Linked DNA regions of Pan troglodytes: region 2 is linked to region 1. A link is a contact called in public Hi-C data. All regions are on one chromosome and are shown on one strand. The core of a region is the stretch at or near the end of the contact, and the rest is flanking DNA. Distances in the headings are between cores, read along the strand shown. Region 1 overlaps SLX4IP (SLX4 interacting protein). Region 2 overlaps LOC104003517 (a long non-coding RNA gene).

Region 1 (3,691 bases), core at 956-3,455:
GCCCCTTCTTTAACAATGTTACCTGTGCTGCCTACCTCCCAAGAGAACATATTTTAACATGGTTAGTAAATGTAATATAGTTAATATTAATAAGATGTTTAAAATTACAAACCACTATAAGTAGTTGTGTTATTACTGGACAAGGATGATTCTAAATTAATATCTTCACAAGCTTGTAGCTAGAGTTTCGATCTTCATCAAAGCATATGCCTTTGAGTCTGAGACCCCAGGCTTGAAACCTGCTTTTCACATTCTCTACCTCCCAACTGAGCAAATTACTCAATCTCACTGCCTGTCACATCTGTGACATGTCAACAGTAACATGTACTTCACAGTGTTGTGAGAACTAAACAGGAAAAACACCTACTGAACTAAATAGGAAACACATGAAAATGTGAAAAACACCTACTTTATTAGGTAGTCAATCTTAGCTCCCTTTCTTTTGCTGTCACAAAAAAAGCTTTTAAAAGAGAGCTTGGCCGGGCGCGATGGCTCACACCTGTAATCCGAGCACTTTGGGAGGCTGAGGCGGGTGGAATGCCTGAGCTCAGGAGTTCGAGACCAGCCTGGGCAACACGGTGAAACCCCATCTCTACTAAAATACAAAAAATTAGCCAGGCGTGGCGGAGTGCGCCTGTAGTCCCAGCTACTTGGGAGGCTGAGGCAGGAGAATTGCTTCAACCTGGGAAGCGGAGGTTGCAGTGAGCCAAGATCACGCCACTCCCACTCCAGCATGGGCGAGAGAGCAAGACTCCGTTTCAAAAAAAAAAAAAAAAAAGGGAGATTGTAACAAGGAACACCACAACACACAGATTTCACATCTTAAGCAGCTGAAATAAAACGCCCAAAGAGGATGAGAAGGAGCCTATATAATCTTAAAATAGATATGTTTCCCAGCTGGTATCTTTGATTACTAATTAAGCTAAGGCTTATTTATTTGGTAAATGCTTACCAGTTGCCAGGCATTGTGTTAGAAACCTTTTATGTAACAACCCCATGAAGATTGACACTTATTATCCCCATATTGGAGAGAAGGAACCAAGATCCTAGAGATGAGAAGCAGTCAGGTCCATCTGACGACTGTGCAATAGCCTAACAAGAATTCCCTTCGGCCGGGCACGGTGGCTCACGCCTGTAATCCCAGCACTTTGGGAGGCCGAGGCAAGCGGATCACCTGAGGTCAGGAGTTCAAGACCAGCCTGGCTAACATGGTTAAACCTCATTTCTACTAAAACCACAAAAAATCAGCTCATGCCTGTAATCCTAGCACTTTGGGAGGCCAACGTGAGCAGATCATGAGGTCAAGAGTTTGAGACCAGCCTGACCAACATGGTGAAATCCTGTCTCTACTAAAAATACAAAAATTAGCCAGGCGTGGTGGTGCATACCTGTAATCCAGCTACTCAGGAGGCTGAGGCAGAAGAATCACTTGAACCCAGGAGGTGGAGGTTGCAGTGAGCCGAAATCATGCCACTGCACTCCAGCTTGGGCAAAAAGAGCGAAACTCCATCTCAAAAAAAAAAGAGACTTCCCTTCACAGTCAGGCCAGAAATCTAAGGAACACTGGTATCTTTAGAACCTAAGACACCCAAAACCTGTGTCTGCTCTTGATATGGGAAAACCCACATTAATGCCCTAATAAGACCTCTTAAACTTCGAATAATATTTGTTAGAATTTAAACTGAAGACTGAAGGAAGGAGCTAAGACTCTTGGTTTTGCAGAGAATTACTAACAATGCTGAAATTTGGAAAATCTAGCTTAACTGCAAAAGCATTAATGTTGGAAAATCTAGCTTAACTGCAAAAGCATTAATGTTATGTGGTACCATTCACTTTTATTAAACCCACACTTAGTTTGAATACTAGTTAATTTAAAAGTGCCCACAATGTTAAAGATAGTGATGGGTAAAACAATGTTCATTATATTCCTTCCCTTTAACAGTTTTACATTTTTCCATTGAGTTTTTTTTATCTACACACACACACATCTCCCATGATCTCTGCAATAAGAGGCTGATTCATGTAAATTTTACAGAAAGCACCCTTCTCTGGATAATTTTAACTTTTCCTAAAAATAAATATTCCAGTAACCAACCCAAGGAGGGCGCAGCAGATCAAGAATGCACTGTCATGGCAGGTGGAGAATCAGTCATTATGGGAAGTGAAACAGACACACGCGGCATAGGAACTGATACAGCAACATCTGATTGCATCCAGCAACCTTTAAAAAAGTAATCATTTTATCAGCTGTTGGTAGACTTTGCACAATGGCTAGCAGTACTATTTGGTGACAATTAAAAATACTAAAGCTACAATGCATTTTTTGTTGTGGAGGAAGTACAAATGGAATGCTGAGTCAAAAGCAAATATGCACACTCATAGATGACTATGGGACACTTTGCAATGCATTCAGTGCTTCAAAATTTAAGATTTAAGACCAGATTCATGCTACTGAAGGTTGGGTCTTCTCCCGACTCACAAGATCATCAAAGAGTAGCCATTCAAAAAAGTTTAGTAGAATGACATCCTCTTTGACACTTTTCTTGACTTTTACAATATTTGGTTTAATTATCATAACAGATATACACACACACACACACACACACACAGTGAGGGATGTGAAAAACCTTAAAACACTTCAAAATGCCCACCGATAATAAAACACATTGCCAAATTGTAAGTAAAGCAGTAATTATGACCGTCCTCATCCCCAGGAACCAAGAGAAGCTTCTCAAGGGTCATATTATTCCAGCTACTTCTTGGATGCCCCCGAGGCCTCTCTACAAACTGTAAGTGCTCATTATTATGTTCTGTAAAAAGGCCTGTCTATGAGACTGCCAAAAAGAAACTTTCCAGCAAAGTCTCTAAATTGTAAAGTACTATCATGTAACTTCTGGAGGAATCTATGCCCCTTTTTCTGACAGCTGTCATGCTCAAGGGTGGGCATGGGCAGCCATGTATTTACCATGTGACACTGCCCCGTGCCACAATCGATGAAGCAGAAGTGGACATCTGCCCAAACTCACCTCCAGAAGTTTGCTATTGGGGCAGAAAGTGCAGCAGTTTTGTAGGATATGTCACTTGGGAGGTGAGGAGCCACTATCTTCTGCAACATGAACAAAGGAGCAGAGAGAGGCCAGCAGAGGGAGAATAACAAGGAAGATGCAAAGACCAGAATCCCACTTCTCAAAGAGAGGCCCACAGTGGAGCTGCCTCAGGACCATGGGCAACCTGAAGCTACCTCCGGGCCCTCACCAGCTCAATAGCACACTGATGCCAGTATGCTGAGACAGTCACACTCCCTTATCATAAACTGCCCATTTCAAGTTCTAGTAGTTTGCGTGGGTGTTACTTCCTTCCAAAGAGCCTTGACTAGCAGTTACGCTAGTCTAAGCTAGTTATTATGACTCTAAATAAGACACTAAGTTCCCTTGGGCAACTTCTGAGATCCTCACTTTCCACTCTCCAGGGATTCTCATCTCATCACTGAAGGAGCTGAACAAGGATGTTTTTCAATGTTAAATTCTATGCATGACCTCAATACACCAAACTGATGGTGGCCGGGCTGGCGGCTGGAGCAGAGACAGGGATCTGGCTCTGGCCCTCCACAGAATGCAGTGCTTCCAGGGAACTCTGCTGAAAGCCCTGACTTGGATGCTCTCTAGGGATCCTGGCTTAGCCTTGGCAGATA
Region 2 (4,018 bases), core at 17-2,516, 800 kb before region 1:
CAGAAAGAGCCCAGGAGGTAACTGGGGACATGAGATGAAAACTCAAGATGCAAGGGTATCCCATCTTTTGGCTTCCTTGGGCCACATTGGAAGAAGAAGAATTATCTTGGGCCATGCAGAAAATACACTAACAATAACTGATGAGCTAAAAAAATCACCAAAAAATCTGATAATGTTTTAAGAAAGTTTACAAATTTGTGTTAGGCCACGTTCAAAGCAATCCTGGGCTGCCTGTGGCCTATGGGCCACGGGCTGGACACGCTTGAAAGGGAGAGGACAGATAAAGATACGTATGAGAGCATCCTCCTTAGAGAAAGGTCAGTGTTGAAGTCATAGGGTAAGGGAACTCTTTCAAAAGAAAGTAAAAAAAAAAAAAAAGTGAAGTAAATCATGTGAAGTCTCTACAGAGTAAGGGCCAAAGGGAGGACACAGTAGCTTAAAATCACAATATTGTTTTTGTTCCTATTTTTGTTTTTCTCATAAAGCTACAGGTCAGCTGGATAGCTCACTCTTGGGTCCTCACAAAGCTACTGGTCAGCTGGGCAGCTCAGCTGGGTCCTCATCAATGAACCAGGGTTGGCTGATTTCAGCTGGGCTCACTCAATTTTCTAGAGTCCACTGGTCTGTCTGCTGCAGTGTGGCTGATCTAGGACAGCCCTGGCCTTGGTGACCTGGCTCTGCTGCATGACGCAGCCATCCTCTAGCAGGCTAGCCTATCACAGCAAAACAGAAGCACAAAAGAGAGAGCAGGAAAATGCATAGCTTCTTAAGGCCTAGGCCCTAAACTGGTGCATCACTTCTTGGCAACATTCTGGTGGCCAAAGCAAGTCACATGTCCAACCCCAGACTCTAAAGGAGGGAAAAGAGACCCGATGCCTTAATGGGAGTAAAGTCACATTGCAAAAGGCAAGGATCCCAAAAATGTTTCAAAAAAAATTGGAGGCCATCTTTGCAATCAAAGTTAGATTATTCTCAATGGTAAAAGTTGGAACCACAATATTATTGTTACCTTCAAAGAGTACACCTAGCTGAATCCCCCAGTCAATGCAGGAATTCCCCCAAATTAAACACACACACACACACACACATACACATAAACCCTCAAAGATTCCCACAACTTGACCATTTGACCTAGCTTTTCTCACTGGGTAAAAAAAGCAAGAGGAAAAAAAAAAAAAACCCACTGCGGCTCTCTCCCACCCCTGCTGTTCAGCCTTCAGTTTATCTGGCCTCTGCTATGAGTCACAGCTGACTGAAGGGTGGGGGTGGGTTGTGAGTCATGGCCTAAAACAAAGATAGAATTTGATGGGGGTGGACTAGCAGGCGAGAGAGAAGACACAGCAAGTTCAGGCATTCTCTCAGTGTTTAGGGTGATGTCTTCTTTCCTGCAGCTGGGGAAGTTGGGCAGAGTGCCCCCGAAGGAGGAGATTCCACACAGGCCCTGTGTATCTGAGAGTTGAGTTGCTGATTTCAGAGGTGTTTGTATCATTGCTCTAAATGTGTTTCTGCTCCCCTCCCACCCAAGATGCTGGTTCAATGGACCATTTCATCCTACCATTGTACAGAACCCACAGGAGCTAGTTACCTGGTCAGTTTGAGAAGTTAATATTTAAAAAGACTAATGGTTGCATATGGCTTCCACAGGAAAGAAATAATAAGCTAATGTTATCTATTGACTCAATCCCACATATATTTACATTTGACAACTTAAAAAAACCTTTGGCTCAATGATAGTTTAGCTCAAGTCACTATGTTAGGATATATATCTCTTTCATCTATGACTATTTTTGTCTGCACAGTAACCTGCCTCAAGCACACAAATATTTGTGTGTCTGGCCTCAAGCAATTAACACGTATCCTAACACGAGGTAAAGATTAAATGAAAATTCTGTCACCCTGAAATAAACCTGGAAGCAGAATTCCTGAATGTTTGCCAAATAAGGTGACTATCAGACTTAAGATGCTGAACTTTGAAATGACTGTCATAGAAACAAAGGCAAGGCATGGTTGGCGCCCATTCAACCTGGTCAATAACATCCTTAATTACAGGACATGGCATCATTTTGATTCACAGTGGAATAAAAGGCATCTATTTGTATATTTGGAAGTCTGAATGAGGATTTCCTGATGAAGTCATTTCTGTCTTACAACAGCTTCGCTTGTACCACTAGAGTTAAAACTGGGTCACCATTTTTATGTGAGCGTATGGATACACATACATCCACACTCGAACCCCAAACACACACACACACACACACACACACTTCATTTCAGAGTCTAATTAAAACTCTATTATACATAATTTTCTTCCAGATCAATGGTGGTGTTGGATCAAAATTGTAGCTCACAAGGAAAATCCTGTAAAGGAACCATATTTTTCTGTGTTGCCTGCCAAAATGAGAACATCATTTGTTAAATAATGTGGGACACAGGTGCCCCGGATGTACTATTTAATGGAGAAAGAAAAAGAGAGAAACAATGGCTGCCAGTATCCGGGAAAAATGCGACTAGCTTCTTAAGCTTCTTCACCCAGAAATTGTTACAAATAGAAGGGAATCTGACTTTGAGCTATGAGTTGTTGCTTCCCCATGACTGAATTCCCCAAGAACTGAGTTATTACTGACCTGTGATTTGCTCATCATAAGGTCTCACTGTTAATTACTGCTCTCTGCTCCGCAGAAACTTTGAATTCCACCAAAGGGTGTGCCGAAGGCTTAGATGTTGAGAAGCGTGAATTCATCCTGCACAACAAATGTCATAGAGATGGGACTGGAGCGGGGGACAAGAAGGGGGAGAATGAACAAGATGCATGTTGCAAAACCCCAAGGTGTGCTATTTGTATGGTAGCCTGAGTGAACAGCAATTTCCCTGAGGGGTGGTTGCAGCAGATATTGTGGGTACCATCTCTACATCCCTTACTCCTTACTCGTTCCTGCCTTACTCCTTCAGGGCAGAGCAGCCCAACTTACTCTTTGCCTAAGGACAGTCTCTGGTATCTAAGTCTAGGTTAGCCACTCATGGCAGGCCAGATGAATGATTGCTAGGAGTCTTGCATATACACCCGGTTTCCTTGCCACTTGGATAGGATAAAGGTGCTTCACCCCATTTTCCAGCAGTCTCCAGCAAGTCTAAGTTCCACTTGCTCACAGCAGTAGCTGATTTTGTGAAACATCCTTTCTGGGCTGCCTTCCTTTCTCTCTCTCCGTTTCCCTCTCCCATCTCTGATTTTCTTCTACTTCCCCCAATATATTAATATTATCTCAGGGATGGCTTTTGGGAACCCCAATCAAAGAAAGGAGCAAACTCAATTAAGACCCTCTGTTTTAGGTAACTTTGGGAACCTGGTGGAGCATCCTGACATTACATCCTGAACCAGAGTATGTCTCAAGATATTTTTGGATCCTGCTTTTGTGGAGACAGAATCCACAACACAGCAGAGAGTTCCTCACTCCAAGAGGTACATTCTTCTTACTGTCTGGTTCACTCCCTAGACACATGCCAGCTTGACCATCATACAGAGCAGCCCCCAGGATGAAGGCAAACTTCTATCTGGAGTCTGATCTTTCCAAGATAGGGCTGAATCAACTTAGCTCTTTTTTCTTGTGGCTCATTGCTGCTTTCCAGATTGAGAATAGCCTCAGATTTCTTTCTGGCTTCCATATACCATGCATCCTATTGCTTTGCTTATACTCTTACCCCCCAATGTCAAAACAGTCCTGAAGTGTATACCAGATCATGTCACACATATGCAGAACTGATCATGTCAGTTCAACCTTGGCTCCAAGAATAAAGCTGTAAGTCCTATAACCACAAGGCCTTAGGGTGACTTGATTCCTGAAGGCTACTCCAATATCATTTCTTCTCATTTTCCTCATCACACCTTGCCTTTCTTTGAACGTGGTGACATATTCCTGCTGCAGAATTTTGCATTGGCTGTTTCCTCTATCTGGTGCACTCTTTTTATTGAAGGTGCACTCTTACCTAACCTAACTCATGCTTTTGTGCAAATGTCACCATC

Evidence for each region. A called contact is a pair of places that touch in the nucleus more often than the background predicts.
Region 2: a Hi-C map of blood shows a contact between it and region 1, with 5 times the contacts expected there. The contact joins two enhancer-like sites. A contact is called at or near these places in 3 of 7 Hi-C or Micro-C datasets (blood, induced pluripotent stem cells and stem cell-derived neural progenitor cells).

What each region holds. Positions count from the first base shown.
Region 1 is chr21:16,986,720-16,990,410 of NHGRI_mPanTro3-v2.0_pri, reverse strand. The region is part of intron 3 of SLX4IP (SLX4 interacting protein); the gene reads right to left. Among named protein-coding and RNA genes, the nearest start is that of SLX4IP, 43 kb to the right of the region's middle. Within about 2 kb of position 2,205, at least 2 of the 24 cell types and tissues checked have an H3K27ac peak or open chromatin away from gene starts, as enhancers often do.
Region 2 is chr21:17,783,604-17,787,621 of NHGRI_mPanTro3-v2.0_pri, reverse strand. LOC104003517 (a long non-coding RNA gene) reads left to right here. Exons shown (of 2, transcript XR_676140.3): 2 at 1-2,098. Among named protein-coding and RNA genes, the nearest start is that of JAG1, 600 kb to the right of the region's middle. Within about 2 kb of position 1,266, at least 6 of the 24 cell types and tissues checked have an H3K27ac peak or open chromatin away from gene starts, as enhancers often do.